Regions from separate parts of the Mus musculus genome. Here region 2 is linked to region 1. Evidence: chromatin contacts called from public Hi-C data. All regions are on one chromosome and are shown on one strand. The core of a region is the stretch at or near the end of the contact, and the rest is flanking DNA. Distances in the headings are between cores, read along the strand shown.

The links. Hi-C and Micro-C count contacts between places; a contact is called where the count stands out from the background.
Region 2: a Hi-C map of the HPC-7 cell line shows a contact between it and region 1, with 2.5 times the contacts expected there. The contact joins two enhancer-like sites. A contact is called at or near these places in 1 of 484 Hi-C or Micro-C datasets (the HPC-7 cell line) and 1 of 9 other capture datasets (embryonic stem cells).

The regions. Positions count from the first base shown.
Region 1 is chr8:68,246,593-68,250,081 of GRCm38.p6, reverse strand. No RefSeq gene overlaps it. Among named protein-coding and RNA genes, the nearest start is that of Sh2d4a, 28 kb to the left of the region's middle. Within about 2 kb of position 1,986, at least 42 of the 459 cell types and tissues checked have an H3K27ac peak or open chromatin away from gene starts, as enhancers often do. A contact at or near this core is called in the HPC-7 cell line, where this site is marked.
Region 2 is chr8:68,605,151-68,608,639 of GRCm38.p6, reverse strand. All of the region lies in intron 2 of Csgalnact1 (chondroitin sulfate N-acetylgalactosaminyltransferase 1), which reads left to right. Among named protein-coding and RNA genes, the nearest start is that of Csgalnact1, 130 kb to the left of the region's middle. Within about 2 kb of position 1,804, at least 40 of the 459 cell types and tissues checked have an H3K27ac peak or open chromatin away from gene starts, as enhancers often do. A contact at or near this core is called in the HPC-7 cell line, where this site is marked.

The DNA.
Region 1 (3,489 bases), core at 737-3,236:
ATATGATTTTTTGCTGATATTCATTGAGTATATTTGATGCGAAGAAAGACAAGCTATAGAAGAATTTGATTAATTTTGGCATTTGTTTGAAGGCTACCTTCTTTTGTATTATTTCTTCATTTGTAAGTTAACATGGTGTTCAGGAAAAATGTTTCTGGTGTCTAAGGTACAACTCAGTGGTAGAGAACTTTCTAGCAAGTGTATGATGCTGGGACTGATCCTCAGCACAGAAAAATGAAAGTGAAAAAGATAGTGATTCTGTCAGTATTCTCTTTAAATACTCAGAAATGGCCTTCATATTTCTATATTATAAATCTTCGGTTCAGTGATAAATCCACATATTCTTTTAAAAAAATAAAATAAAGTTTTGTTTGTAAATGTTTATAATAATGTAAAACTGTATTTTATATGTGTTCAATAAAAGGGCAATATCTCAGCACTTACAAAAGAGGGCAGGAAGGAAAGAAGAAAGAAATGAAATTGCAAATAAAATCCAACTCTTTCAGCTGATGTACCACAGATCACCTTCCATTATTAACCCCAGACCATAGGTTAATTCTTGAGTGTTTGTATGGTGAAATTCATACAGACATCAATCATTAGTACCTAATTACCAGGACTGATTGCTGAGGGGAGAACAAGTTCAAGGGCCATAAGGCAGCATGTGTTCCATAAAGCTTTCAAAATAGGCAACAAGGTGGCTCATCTTCATTGTTGTCTTGGTTAAGGTTTCATTGCTGTGAAGAGACATCATGACCAAGGCAATAGTTACAAAACAAAACAAAACAAACAAACAAAAAACATTTAATTTGGGGCTGGCTTACAGTGTCAGAAGTTCCGTCTACTATCATCATGGCAAGAAGCATGGAAGCTTGCATGCAGATGCTGTGCTGGAGGAGGTACAGCTAAGAGTTCTACATCTTGATCCACAGGCAACATAAGGAGACTGTCTGCCTCACTGGGCATAACTTGAGCATTATATATAAGACCTCAAAATCCACCTTCCAAGTGACACACTTCCTCCAACAAGGCCACACCTACCCCACTAAGGCCACATCCCCTAGTAGTGCCACTCCCTGTGGGCCAAGCATTCAAGCTTAAGTCTATGGGGACCATATCTATTCAAACCATCGCAACTGTCAACTTGTATAGAGTTAGAATCATTTAAGCCAGCAGATCGCAGCCTGTAAGTCATGACCCCCTGGGGGTTGTGTATTAGATATTTACATTATGATTCATAACAGTAACAAAATTACAGCTATGAAGTATCAACTAAATAGTTTTATGGTTGGAGGTCACCACACATGAGGAAATGCATTAAAGGGTTGCAGTATTAGGAAGGTTGAGAACCACTGATCTAGGTGAATGGTGAGGTAGTTTAGTTACATTATGAGTGTGCTAAGGAAAGGTCAGGGCATTTCCAGAGATGATTAATTATGGGAGGAAGATTCATCTTAAATGTTGGTGGTACCATCCTGTGGGCCGGGGCCCAGACAAGTTAAAGGTGAATATAACAAAAGCTGGTAGAACATCAATATCCCGTTTTTCCCACTTCCCTAACAGTGTGGACTTTTCCTCAGACACGTACTTCTACCTTCATAATGTTCTATCTAAATGCACATAGCCAAGCTACTATGGGCTGAACCCTCTGAAACAGTAAGCCAGAAATCATTTTTTTCCTGCCTTAAAATTTTTCCTGTCAAACAGTTGGATCACAGTGATGCGAAAATAATGAAGACAAAGCGTGAGACAGGACATAGAGAGCTGAAGAGAAGTCCAGGTTTGTGGTAAGGATAGCATTCCCCACAACACATACACATGAGGATATGGATACAAAGGAATGAAGAGAAATAGGAAAGAAGCAGATAAAAGGAGAGAGGAGAGGACAGACACTGCCAAATGCCTAAGAAAGTTACTCTGGGCACACCATCTGGAGGCCTTTTAACTTCAAATGAACAGCTGAAAGTATGTCTGCATTTGAAAGCCAGCCATTGAGACTAATGTTAGCTAGTGGCTAGAAAAGAGGAACATACTTACAAGGAAGCTAGAATGTTGTAGCTTCCAAAAAAGAAAGCGCAAAACCACAACTTGGAAGCCCCCAACGACCAGCAGAATGTAGGTTTTCATTCTAGGATTGGGCTTTTTATAAGATTCAAAATTGCCAAGGTCCTTTCCTCTCTCCAAAACTGGGTCTGGGAGCTTAAATTGTCCAGTACTGGGGAAAGGCATTCGACTAGCTCAGGTGAGGTCAAAGGCTCACACCTCCATTAATCACTATGACTGTGTAGGCTGCATCTTAGAATATAAACATAATGAATGCTCTTGGGCTCACCCTGTGCTATGAACGTTAAGTGGAACTAAAATGTGGTAGGTTCCAGAAAAAGGCAAACAGCTGAAAGCCGGATGCAGTGCCAGGAAATTTAATTCTACGTTAACTTTTACCTAAAATAGTGTAGCTCACAAGAGTATTTATGTAAGTATGTGAAATTGATGTGTTTAATGCTAAAATTAAAGCTGAGTGAATTTGATCAGAAAATGGTGCTTCCAGGCAAGAAGCTTTGAATGGGGATTTAAAGAACTTGGGGAGGACAGGCACAGCTGTTTCAGACTGGAGGAAGAACATGTACAAAGGTTAAAGGGTAGGGGTTGAGAGGAGTTGGCAGAGGGGGTGGACATGGTCAAAATACGTTGTCTGAAAAAATTTTTAATTAGAATAAGAAGCCCAATGTGAACAAGCCTCTCTGAGCAAGAACAACCATTTTGCCTGGCTTGTCCAATAAACTAAGCTTGGAGATTAAAGAGCTAATGAGTCAGACAAGAGGTGAGATATTTGTCACAGGCATACAGATGTTAAACAGCCTGGAAGAGAGGGGTGCAGAGGATAATTCTGTTCCCTCTCCCCACAGAAAAGGGGATTCCCCAGGGGAAAACCTCCAATGTCACAACACGCTGAAGATTTTCTATGACTTCAAGAAGTCCGGAGTTCCCTCTGTCACCACTGCCATGGCTACAGTGAAATTTCCCTTCTTGTCCCTTCTTAGAATTGGGAACAAAACACCTATGGAAGGAGTTACAGAGACAAAGTTTGGAGCTGAGACGAAAGGATGGACCATCTAGAGACTGCCATACCCGGGGATCCATCCCATAATCAGCCACCAAATGCAGACACCATTGCATACACCAGCAAGATTTTGCTGAAAGGACCCTGATATAGCTGTCTCTTATGAGGCTATGCCAGGGCCTGGCAAACACAGAAGTGGATGCTCACAGTCAGCTATTGGATGGATCACAGGGCCCCCAATGGAGGAGCTAGAGAAAGTACCCAAGGAGTTAAAGGGAACTGCAACCCTATAGGTGGAACAACAATATGAACTAACCAGTACCCCCCAGAGCTCGTGTCTCTAGCTGCATATATCAGAAGATGGCCTAGTTGGCCATCATTGGGAAGAGAGGCCCCTTGGTCTTGCAAACTTTATATGCCTCAGTATG
Region 2 (3,489 bases), core at 555-3,054, 360 kb before region 1:
GGAAGCACTTCATATGTTGCCCTTTGTTGTTGGGGGTCAAACAGATGTGACTCACCTATGGTTTAAGTAAAGGAGCTCTTTCCTGGAGGAGGAAAGGAAAGGAAAAAAAGTCTGTCAGTGTTGTTAGCAGCCTCAGCTTTCTGTCTGACTAAGGACTGTAAGGCTTTAGTTCTCAGACTCTATCTCCTGGTTTGAGAAGCTCTCAAGCTTCACAATTTAGGAGCATTTCTTCTCCTAGGGCCTGCACAACAGCTCTTGTTTAGACAGCAGCTAGGGAACTGAGGCTCTAGGGTGTTTTGTGCAGAACAAAACAGCTTTCACATTGCTTCAGATGTGATGTCATAGGTTTAGCAGCCCTTTGACCTTTCTTCCTGGCTTAGGTTTCTGTGTAGCGAATTAATGGGATCAGAAGGGAAGATGTTTTCTGTGGTACTTTGTGAATAAAAAATACTGCCATTAATTATTATTTAGAAAGGCATAATTTTTTCTTAAACTCTGCCTTTTGAGCACCCCTAGGCCCCATTGTGTCAGTATAAGCCTTATTAACCAAGGGTAAGCATACTACACCTTTCTCCTGCTCTCCCATTTGGACATAAAGCCTGTTACTGTTGATTGTTCTATAGTTGGTCTTCCTGAGAATGAGATTTCCTTTAAGTCAGCCATTTTCATTACTGGGTAGTGTGTCTCTTTAATGTTATTCTTTTAGAGAGGCTAGTAAAACATTTGCATTTGCTCCCATTCCTTTATTCTTTGTAAAGTCCTAAAGAGTCAGAGAGGGCTCATTAAGGAATGGACTACCATGATGGACAGCCTTTCCTTATTGCTAAACCATAAAAGATGGGGAGAAAATGGGGGCATTTGTAGTGTTTAAAACTTTCATTAAATGGTAAGTGGTGGTTTTGACTGACCTTGGAAATTACCTACATCTTTTTAGTGCTTTCATGCCAGCCTGTGGTCTACAGAAGTGTTAGTAGTCTGTTGGATTTACAAAGTATCTCCCCAGAGGCCCGGTGGTGCTCCTTTGTAATATGATTGATGGATTCACCCTGTACCTCCTGGCTTGCAGAAGTAACTTCTCAGTAACATTTCTCTTCTTCCCTTTCACTTACATAACCACTCCTCGCACTATTTAAGTTCCAGTTCTTTTGTACATTTGTATTTCTGTGGTAACTACAGCTCAAGCACTCTTCTCTGCTTCAATGTCTTCTCCTCTATTGTTTCTGTTCCTCTAGCTAATGATTTACTTTGTGGTATGATAACTTTTTGTGTGTGCTATTAAAAACCATAACCAATTAGGATAATGAGCCGGCAGAAATTAAAAATCTTACAGGACAGAAAACAGAAGGGTGTGTCTGAGGTATGGTTGAACCTAGAGACAAGTTAAGCAGTGTTGGTGGGGACAGACAACTTGGGGGAGGGTCCTTTCCTCTCTTGCCCTTCAGATGGTCTTACCTGCTTCCATTTCTGCTCAGCCCTTGGGAGTCCTGGATTCACTTTGGGCAGAAATTGGTCCAGGGGTATGTTTCTTAGCTGAAACCTGAAAGATGAGCGGATGCCCTCACATGCAAAGGCAGGGAAGGGGCCTGCAGGTGGTTCAGCACACACTAAAGCTGGGAAGCTAGGACTGAATCCTAATGTGACGATTTTTGTTTCCCAGGAACTGTCAGCTTAGGCTGGCAGCCAAGGTTTTCCTCTATCTTCCCCTCCAGCTTCCTCCTAGAAGCTGACAGAAGCCAGTGCCACTTCCTGTGGCCTGATCTAGCTTCTGCCTCCTGTTTTAAACTGATAACCTAGAGTGGAGTTGCATAAGCATCTTCTGGGTAATTAGTTAATTATCTGCACCAGGCACCTGGCTTCTGGCATGTTATACAACAATAACGATATAACGACTTCCAGTCTCTCCATGTTGTCACAAATGACAGAATGTCATCCTTCTTTATGGCCAAGTAGCTTTCCATTGTATATACAAATTCTACCCGCATATCCACTCAGCATTATGGCTATTTAGGATGATTTTATCTCCTAACTACAAATGGTGATATAATAGACATGAGAATGGGGCCCTTTTGAGAGTTGGTTCAAGTATATGCTCAATTTTGATTGACGTACTTGTTATATCTACACTATCACTCCTGTACTTTAGGCTCAGGGATCACTGTGAAAGGAGTACAAAGACTGTAGGAGACAGAGTCAGGGAGTTTGCTGTGAGAGTCTGTCTCCTAGTAATGTCAGAGGCTATAGCCATGAAGTCCATCAACATGGCAGCATAAACCTGACCTAAACAAGGACAACAAGGATTACACCAGTAGACATGCTAATGTATATGGGGGAAAGGTCATGATGTTTTAATCCTACACAAAGAACTGCAGGCAACTAAGGAATGCTGAGAGCTGAAGAAATAGCCTTCCCCAGGGAAGAGTGTATCAATTGGTTCTCCAACACCGAATGGTCTGCCCTGAAAACTTACACATACAAGGATCATAATACAGACTGAACAGGTCGTGTTTATGTATGAAAGCTTGTGTGTGTGTGTGTATGTGTGTGTGTGTAAGAAAAATTAAAAAAAAAAGAGGCCATGAATTTGAAAGACAGGAAGGGACATGGAGTACATGGGAGGGCTTAGAGGGAGAAATTGGTAACAGGTAATGATGTAATTACAGTATAATAGCAACAAATAAAATAAATACTTAAAAATTATACACAGTAAACACATAAATCAAGACACCACGTTGTACCCCTTAAATATGCAGCTGTTGTAGGTCATTGACAAAGCAATAAAGACAAAAATAGCAAGCAAATCAATAGGGATAATTTAGAGTTGACTCTTACACAAAGGGTATAGAACTTCCCTGGTTATCTTTTCTGTCAGATACAAATGACCCTTGAATGTTAGCCCTGCCCTAACAGTGAAATGCTGATTCTGAGTTGCCCATCCTCTTATTTATTTTACCTTTTAAGAACCAAGATTTGACTTTACCATCAGATCAACCCTGAAGGGCAACTGCTAGCTAGATAAGCTGCATTAGACTTAATGTGTGTGGGATAACATTAACAGTTTCTATAGGCTTATTTTCTCTTCTATGCATGCAGTCATATTAACTGTTATGCTAAGATAAAGTTTTAAATGTTTTTATTTTAAATATCAGCCTGTTGGGGAATAATCAAGACCTAACAGAAGGGAAAATGAGGCTTATGACATTATCATTGGAAAAAAAGGAATATTATCATAAACTAGGAAGAAAAGTCATAAAATAAGAGTACTATCAACTGCTTATGGTAAATAAAAAAGAATAATTGCTGCTATTAGTAAAATACTAAAATTGCTACCTCCAAATGTATAGAAGAAAGATTTTTTTTAAGGAAAGGGGATGGTTTGGTTTTTCTGTCCACCTGGACAGGAGTCCTTAGGGAAGAAAATTTCCCCGGATGCTATGAAAGTAGATGGCAGGTTCAGTAGATTGCTCTCCTGAACAAATAGCACACTAGGAA